Regions from separate parts of the Pan troglodytes genome. Here all the other regions are linked to region 3. Evidence: chromatin contacts called from public Hi-C and HiChIP or PLAC-seq data. All regions are on one chromosome and are shown on one strand. Each heading gives the region's core, a stretch centred on a gene start, on an enhancer-like site or on the middle of the called end of the contact. The rest is flanking DNA. Distances are from core to core; before and after follow the strand shown. Region 1 holds the start of SH3PXD2B (SH3 and PX domains 2B). Region 2 overlaps STK10 (serine/threonine kinase 10). Region 3 holds the start of UBTD2 (ubiquitin domain containing 2).

What was found. A called contact is a pair of places that touch in the nucleus more often than the background predicts. HiChIP or PLAC-seq counts read pairs in DNA pulled down with a chosen protein or histone mark.
Region 1: an H3K4me3 HiChIP or PLAC-seq map of stem cell-derived excitatory neurons shows a contact between it and region 3, with 2.5 times the contacts expected there. The contact joins the promoter of SH3PXD2B here to the promoter of UBTD2 in region 3. A contact is called at or near these places in 1 of 7 Hi-C or Micro-C datasets (stem cell-derived neural progenitor cells) and 1 of 1 datasets of contacts at active chromatin or transcription factors (stem cell-derived excitatory neurons).
Region 2: a Hi-C map of stem cell-derived neural progenitor cells shows a contact between it and region 3, with 4 times the contacts expected there. The contact joins the enhancer-like site here to the promoter of UBTD2 in region 3. A contact is called at or near these places in 3 of 7 Hi-C or Micro-C datasets (induced pluripotent stem cells and stem cell-derived neural progenitor cells) and 1 of 1 datasets of contacts at active chromatin or transcription factors (stem cell-derived excitatory neurons).

The regions. Positions count from the first base shown.
Region 1 is chr4:170,116,614-170,119,549 of NHGRI_mPanTro3-v2.0_pri, forward strand. SH3PXD2B (SH3 and PX domains 2B) reads right to left here and starts at 1,318. Exons shown (of 14, transcript XM_016954204.4): 1 at 1,059-1,318. The coding sequence starts at 1,133.
Region 2 is chr4:169,763,712-169,766,411 of NHGRI_mPanTro3-v2.0_pri, forward strand. The region is part of intron 7 of STK10 (serine/threonine kinase 10); the gene reads right to left. Among named protein-coding and RNA genes, the nearest start is that of STK10, 85 kb to the right of the region's middle. Within about 2 kb of position 1,295, at least 5 of the 24 cell types and tissues checked have an H3K27ac peak or open chromatin away from gene starts, as enhancers often do. A contact at or near this core is called in stem cell-derived neural progenitor cells, where this site is marked.
Region 3 is chr4:169,945,324-169,948,141 of NHGRI_mPanTro3-v2.0_pri, forward strand. It overlaps UBTD2 (ubiquitin domain containing 2), which reads right to left and starts at 1,553. Exons shown (of 3, transcript XM_016954201.4): 1 at 1,056-1,553. The coding sequence starts at 1,125.

The DNA of each region.
Region 1 (2,936 bases), core at 68-2,567, 170 kb after region 3:
TTTTCCCTCCCTCTTACTCTTTTTCCCTTCCTGGTTAACTTCTCTGCAGCCAGGCTCCGCCACTGCCCACTTCTCACCGCCAGAGACACTATAGCCCCCTTCCCTGCTGTAATGAGGCCCTCCCCAAGGCCTCATGTGGGCCCATCACCCCACATCCCCTTTATCTCCACCTAGAACCTGCGAGGTGGTCCCAGGGCCTCCTGAATCTGCAGACGTGTCCCCTAGGTTGCTGCGGAAGCCACTTTCCACCTGCAGGTCACCGTCAGCCCCAGGCACCCCTGCTGGAGGGAGGGAAGCCCGAATGCAGCTCTATGTTCCAGGACCTGCAACCTCTGAGCCTCAGCCTTCCTATCTGCAAAACGACGCTTCTGTCCCATTTTCTCAAGTCCTTGCCAGCTCCAAACAAGATTCCCATGTTCCAGAGGGAGATGCCAGGAGAAAACTTTCGTACATTTTAAAACAGAAGTTACTGGAGAGAGGGGGCAGGGGATGTTTTTAACCCTTTAAAGGCGTAACCACTCAAATGATCCATTCCCAGAGATCTCCTCCATCGCCCAGGCCGGCTCTTGCCAAAGAACGGAGTCAAATTCGGCGAACCCTAGAGGGGCGACCTGTGGCTGGGGACTGCGGGTCTGCGCGCCTCTGGACAAGGAGGGGCAAGGCGGGCGGCCTGAGAACAGGCACTTCTCTCTCTCCCGCTTTCTGTCTCAGACCCCTCAGCGGCTGGGGCCAGACTTTTCCACAGATGAGCAGGACGGGAGTTGGGGGGACACGGAGGAGACGGAAAGGGGTAGAGGAGCCGCAGGGAGGCGAGTAGGGGGGCGAGGCGGGAGGAAGGGATGGAGGGGGAGAACGAGGCAAAAGCGGGGAGGGGAGGGGAGGGGAGGGAGGGAGGAGGAGTCGGGAGGGACCCGGGCAGCGCCGCCGCAGGGCCGAGGGGAGAGCAGGGGAGGAGGGGACGGGAAGCGCTGGAGGCAGAAGTTTTCCAAGCCGGGGGCCCTCGGTCGCCCCCGACGGGGCGCGGGCTCAAGGGGGCGTGGGGGCCGCGCCGCACTCACATAATGCTTGTTGGGCACCCGCCGCTTCTGCACGTCTAGCACCTTCACCTCCACGATGCTGCGCCGCGGCGGCATGGCCGCTCCTCCGCCCGCAGCGGGCCGAGCGCGGGTGCGGGTGGCGCGGGGTGCAGGGAGCGCTGGGGGCGCGCCGCCGCGGGCAGGGAACCTGGAGCTGAGCGCAATCACAGCCGGGGCCGAGCACGAGCCGCCGCCGCCGCCGCCGCCGCCCTTCGCTCGGCGCGCACTCCAGCCGGGCCCAGCCGCCGCCGCCCGCCCCCGGCCCGCCCCCCGCGCCGCCCCCCGCGCCGCCCCCCGCGCCGCCCCCCGCGCCGCCCCCCGCGCCGCCGGCCCGCCCCCCTTAAAGGGCCCGGCCCCGACCCCCGCCCACCGCGCGCGAACCCCGCCGGCCACGTCCGGCCCCCGCCCGGCCTTTGTCCCGGTGCTGAGCCGCCGCGCCGGGGGAGGGGACTGGACTGACCCCGTCGCCCGTTCACTGATTGACGTGTCGATTCATTCCAGCACTCTCGCTCCGGCAGCCGCCATCCACCGCCAGTTTGGAGAGCCGGACACCCGGGTTCGAATCCCGGCTTTGCCGCTTTTCCACTCTGTGCCCTCGGCAAGTTGCTTAACCTCTCTGGGTTGGGTCTGTTCGTCTATAATATGAGCCTAGTAGTACAAGCACCATGTTTGTCTTTTTGTGTCTGGCTTATTTCACTCGGCATAACGTCCTCAGGGCTCATCCATATTGTAGCATGTGTCAGTGGTACCGCCTGCCTGCCGGTGCTGCGCCCAGGATTAAGTGCATGTGAAGCCATTCCGCAGTGCAGTCCATGGTATGAGTGCTGGCATTCCTAAACCCACCCCAAGCCCTGGTGATTCAGGAGGAGCAAGAGACCCGTGACCAGGTTCCCCCAGCCTCAGTCTGGGACATGGGGAGTGAGGGAGAGAAAAACTGCAACAAATGCGCATACGTGCAATGTAATTGCGATGGAAGCAACAAAAGGGGATAAAAGGGTGGTGACTATGTGTGAGGGGCACCTGGGTGCTTGTTAGCAAGGCCATCGATTTCCAGTTGCGGAGCACTTAACTGCTCGCTGGGCCCCGTGGCCCCTGCTTTTCACAAATGCTGTCTTTGCATCCTCAGGCAGACTCTAGGAGGAAAAGGTGTTTTTACAGAGGGCGGCCTCCAGACATTTGGACATTTCCAGTGAGGCCCGAGGACCCTCTGACTTGGGAACTGCACTTCAGAAGAATGTGCCTTACAGGAATTACATCAGTGAAGGTCCAGAGTCAGGGAGGCGGTGGATGGAGGCCGTCACTGCCTGCCTCTAGGTGGATCTCACACGTTGAAGCTACCGTGGCTGGGGCAGCTCCTCGTTTCTTCATCTAGTGCCTCCTAGCACTGGCTGGGCACTGAGTCACTTTCAGGAGATGTTGGCTGAATGAATGGATAAATGAATATATAATGCATGGATGGGAGGTTTAGGCCCCTGGCCAGTGTTTTCACAGCCAGTAAGTGGGGGCTCTTTTCAACAAACCGTACGACTCTTCTCCGTGCCACGACAGAGCTACTTCCCATCCCGGTCCAGGATCAGCCTTTGGAAGAGGGTGGGCTTATCCAGGGGAGGACGGCTCTCAGCCACCCTGGCCAGGCCACGTGGATGATTTGGGCTGATTCACTTTGGATCCGCCCCTCCATTTGCTCCTCTGACTTCCTTGCCAGACTTTACCATCCTGCTCCGGCCCCAGAGGCTGGCCTGTGTGGATTTCACTGACAGCTCTCTGTCCTGGTCTTCCTGTTTGGCTTGGCCAGTGGAAGGGCCTGGCAGGAGATTGAGGGCAGGAGGAGAGAGGGAGGTCTGGGTATTTAATCCCTAA
Region 2 (2,700 bases), core at 45-2,544, 180 kb before region 3:
TGGGAAAGGCTGAAGTCTAGGCATGTACTGAATGCAGGGACAACGGGATTTCCTGATAGGTGGGCTAGGGAGTGTGGAAGAAAGAGGAGCAAGGGTGCCTGCATGGTTTGGGGCCCGAGCCACTGGAAGGGTGGAGCTGCCATCGGCTGAGATGGGAAAGCCAGTGGTGGAGCACGTCGGCGAAAAGATCCAAGTGCTCAGCGTTCAGTGTGAGATGCCCACTGGACCTCCGGGGAGTCAACAGCTGGACGCGGGCTGAGGCATCGAGCTGGTAGTGCTGCACACTGGGTGCGTGGAGATGGAGGGAGGGCCCTGTGCACTCTCACACTAATGAGCTGGGGCAAAGGGGGGCGAGCAAAGGCAACAGAGAAGGAGAGGCTGATGACCAAGGGTGTGTGGAGGCCTGGAGGTCGAGTGCCGACAGGAGGAGGAGGAGATCGACTGGGCTGGTGCTGTTGATGTGTTCAGTGAGACCAACACCGAGGCTGACCCATGGCACAGAAACCGCTGACGACCTTGACAAGAGCAGCTGTGATAGAGTGGACAGGTTTAAGAGCAAATTCAGCCAGTATCTACTCAGCACCTCACGTGTGACAGCTGTATGTTAAAAATGTTACATACAAAATCTCATTCACTCACACAATCCTGTGCAGCCAGCACTCTCTACATCTTACAGATGAGGAAACTGAGGCACAGAGTGAGAACCATGCAGATTCTGGGTGGGGGGGGCGGGGCATGGCGTGTCTGATTTCAGAGCCTGGTTACTAACCACAAGTTGGTCCAGGCCCAAAGAATGTCTGCAGGAGTCATTGAATGAATCACAAACCAATGGGGGCGTGAATCACTCCGCCCAGGGCGGGACACAGGGAGACGTGAGAGCCAGGCACTTCTTGGAAGCCGGTAGACACCCTGAAGGCTGACAGCACTGGAGGTGGGGGCTGGGAAGCCAAGATCTGGGCCCACCTCTGTCACTCAAAGCCAAGCGGCCTGGGGCCAGTCACCTCCCTGCTCTGATCCCGGTGTCCTCCCGAGGGGGTAATGCCATGCCCACCCTCTCTCACTGGAGAGGAAAAGGCGCGTGGGTGAAGCCAGCAGCAGCACAGGCGTGAAAGGTGCTTTATTCATCTCCAGAGATCGCTCCTTTGTTCTGCAACCCTTTCTGCTGGACGGTAAGAATCCTCTGGCAGGACATTTTTTCCAAGTATGGAGCGGAAATTCCTGGCTGAGGCTGCAGCTCCGGAGCTGCCATATGGGGATGGGGGACAGCTGGTCTCTCCGTGGAATGTCCTGGAGGCCGGATGTATCAGGGCAGGAGGTGCCTCTTACAGGAAACAATTGGCCCCAAGCGGCTTGGACAGTGACAGCAGCCCCACTCGACCCCACCCACTTCAGGGGGCCCCAGCCCACTCCCCACAATACCCAGAAAATGAGGCCTTTGGGCACTCCAGAAATTTGCTTTCAAATACATTATAGAAATGTAAAAGGAACGACTGTGACCCCCCACCCCCGGCAGTAGATAGACCTCATTTTGCATTCTGGTTCTTTCCATTTTTAAAAAAATAAATACCTCAGTCCTATGCATCAAGCATTCCTGGAGCACTGTGCTTAAGAGCTAAGCGAAGCGCTTCAGACTACCTCTCCCTTTAATCCTCACAACCACCCAGTAAGGGGACTGCTGCTATTCACTCCCATTTCAGAGTGACAAGCAAGTCACAGAGAGGTTAAGCCATTTGCCCAGGGGCTCACAGCCAGTAAATGGCAGAGCTGTCGAACCCTGGACTTTCCCGCCCCAGCTCACACTCATAATAACTAAGCTGCTACCCCAGAAGGACGCACAGTGGCTCAGAATGCCGACCACAGGCCCAGTGCATGGCACACAGTAGGAAGCTGGGAAAAGCTGGGTGAATACAAAGACTCAAGTGCCTGGTGTGGCGCCTTCCTCCCCTTCCTGCCACCGCACCTCTAAGGCTGTCATGCTGAGGGCAGGACCGGAGCCGACACGGCAGTGAAAGGGCAGCCCTGTTGCATCACCCAGGCCCATTCCTCCCCCTCTTCCATCAGTGGCAGTGACATGGGGACACTGGTCGGCAGATTTGCAAATGACCAGGCAAGTGCTGTGCACAGCCCTCAGAACACTGCTGTGGACACACCGACCTCACCCAGCCTCCAGCCATGACGCCCTAACTCGAGGCATGGGCCCAGGCAAAGAATGGCTCACAGCTCCCTCCAATAGTTCAAAAAGCTTCAAGGAAACCATTATCCACCTGCCCATTCTAAGGCAGTACAGCCAGCTAATGAGATGCTCAGAGTCTCCTGATCCCGCACACAGCAGCCAGAAGGCAGGAGGACCCTTATAAATGGATGTCGGATGCTGTGTCTCCCCTAATGCACAGATAAAGCCCAGGACCTGGCTCTGGCTTGCAAGGCCCTGCAGGACCCTGTGTGCAGAAAATAACACAGCAAGCTTCAGAAAGGGCCGCTAACAAGGTTGGATCCTCAGCTGGTCTCTGCAAACTAGGAGAGGGCTCCCACCATTAACTAATAAGAGTGGCCCGCTCTGCCTAAACTGTTCTGCAAACAATATGGCTTAGGTGGAATACCTGCTTTCCTTCTAGAGTCTGGAACTCTGGTCTGTGCCAGGCAGGGGGTGCTTATGTGACTACTACCCACTAAAAACCCTAAGGGGCTTCCCTGGTGGAC
Region 3 (2,818 bases), core at 303-2,802:
TATGCTACGATAAAGTTGTAAACCCTCCCATACCCAAACAATTTAAAAATTTACAGACATGCACATTTTAAGGCAGCTAACATTAGGTCACAAATAAAACCAACGCTGTCATCTTTGCCTAAAGGCTGTTTATAACTAAAATATTCTACAGAATGGACGTAACCAAAGGTCACTTAAAGATAGAACTAATTTTATTATTATACTGCCATACTACAACTACTACTGATTGAATTAAAATACCTATCCTCAGCACGCTTTTACTATAAAGTAGGAGTGCGCTCCCGTGTTAGAAAACTTTTAAAGTACTGATCTTACTGGGGTAAGTCAGGGTCCAACTGCATTTGTACTTTTATCCTACATATTTTCCTTCTACTTAAGACAGATGGGAATTTGATTAGCCCACCCCGACAGCACACCGGCCTAACACCCCCAAGCTGTAGCAAGGAGCCACGTTTTACCCGGGAAGACCGTTTCCCCACCCCTCCTTAATACAATGCCTGCGGCCACTGGAGACTCCTCCAGCCGAGCTCCAGAAACTCGCAGGTTTAAATGGCCAATTTGGAACCAACCGGGGCAGCTGTCATCTGAAACTCAGGAAAGCTGAGACCAGCCAACTCCACAGAACAAGGAAGGGTGCGGAAAGATGTGGCGGGGCCCGTCGGAGGGAACGCATCAAGCTCCCTCCCCCCGCCATCAATTCGCTTTTCTGCAACCCCGGCGCCGCCATCCTGATCCTCAATAATTAAACGGCCTGGAGAGGGAGTGAGGTGGCCAGAAGGGCAGCTTCGGGTCCGACTTCCCTGAGCCGAGCGGGGCGGTCGGCGAGGCCAAGGGCTACGTCCCCGGCGCTCAGAGGACTTTTCTTCGGGGCTGGGGTGGGAAGGGGCGACCCCCGCGGCTGGCAGGGCAGCCGGAAGCGGAGCGCGGGGAATGACGTGGAAGAGGGGATGACAAAGGGGCGCGGGGGCCCGGCGCGGCCCGCGGGGGTCGGGACAGGTGGCCGGGCCTGGCCGGGAACAATGGGGGGCCGAGGCTGCCCCCTGGCGCTCACCTACCTCCGGTGCCCTCCGAGTTCTCGTTGAGGCTGCCCGAGGAGTCGTGCTGGGCGCCCACACACCCGCCCATGGGGGCCCCCGGCGCCTCGTCCGCCACCTCCGGACGCTCGTCCGGGCCCGCCGCCGCCGCCGCTGCAGCCTCCTCCGGCGCCACCGCCGAGCTCCGGACAGGCGCGCCGCTCCGCTCGCCCGCCGCGGCCCAGCCTCCGCCCCCCTCGCCGCTCCACCCACCGCCTTGGCTCGGCCCCTTCCTCCGCGCCCACTTCTACCTCAACCCCCGGGCCGCCCGCCCGGCAGGCCTGGCCCGCGCGCCGCCCTCGCCGTCGGCTCAGCCCCGCCAGGCCAGGGCTGGCCCATCCCGGGCGGGCCGCAGCGCCCGCCTCGCCCCCTCACAGCCCCGCACACCCGAGTCCAGGCGAGCCCCGCGCCGGCGCCTCGCGTCCGCCAGGACCCATCGGCCCCCGCCCCGCGGCGCCGCCCTCCGCACCCACGGCCTGGGCTCGGCCTGGGCTCGGCCCGGCCCGCCCGGAATCGCCGGAGAAGGGCGGGGCCACCGGAGGCCGCGCTCTGATTGGCTGCGGGCGGGGCTGCGAGCGGAGCGGGGCGAGGGTGAGGCGGGGGAGGGGACGCAGGGGGCTAGGTGGGGGGAGGACTGGAGGCGGGGGGAGGACTGGAGGCGAGGGGAGGAGGAGAGAGGGAGGACGGGAAGAAGAAAGGAGAGGGAAGAAGGGAGGGAAAGCAGGAAAAGCCGAACAAAAGTGAGAAAAGAGGAGTGGGAAGGGGCGAAATCGAGTTCCTGGCTCCTCGGCCGTCGGCTCCTTCTTGCTGGTGGAAGCGGGTCGCACGGGGGAACCGAGAAGTAGTCGTGGAAGACTCGCAGGCGGGGACGGGGCGGTTTCCCAAATAACGGGGGCTCGGGGGAGAGTGTCCTGGCCGAACCTTGAGGTCCCAGCGCCCTTTGAATTTGTATGGCGCTCCGTGGGTTGGTACCCCGAATCTGGGCTTCCTCTTGCCTGCCCACCCCCGTCTTCCCTAAAATCATGGGGCCCCATTATTAGGGGTGGAGGCAGTGGTTGTGGCAAACCAAACTGAGATTAGAGGCGAGGCGTCCTGATGGAACGCCTGGAAAGAAGAGATAAACGCTGACCTTAGTTCAGGGGGCGTGGGTTTCTTTCATTTTCACGGGATTAATGATTCAAACAATACTACTTATCAAGATCCTGCCTTTGGGTATCTTAAATCGTCCTTAGGCCAAAGTGAAGTGTAAATGAGTGAAACACCCTGCCTTTTCGAATCTAGAATTTGGGACATTGACCACGCCCAACATTCTTGGCGGTTACTTTTCCAATCTCAGCCAAATTGTTAATGGTCCCTTTAGAATTGTGCTTCGTGCTATGATGCCTTAAAATTGTTATCATCCTGCTTGGGCCTTTCTGAAGCTTATTTCTGCCTAAGAAGCTGTTTTAACTATCGGCTCCATTTTTATATCAGACTTTCTTTTTTTAACATCCTGGGTCAGCTTTTGCTTAGCACGAAAAGAAATTTTTTAAGTTGAAATACCTAAGAAAGAGATGCTCTGCAGCTTGGGATTTGCATTTAAATATATTCTCATACACTGCTGGTGGGAGTGTAAATTGGTTCAATCTTTTTTGCAAAGCAATTTGGCAATGCAGATCAAGAGCCTTAAAAATGTTCATATCCTTTGACTCGGGATTATTCCACATCTGGAAATCTAGCTCACAGAAATAGATCAAGATATTATA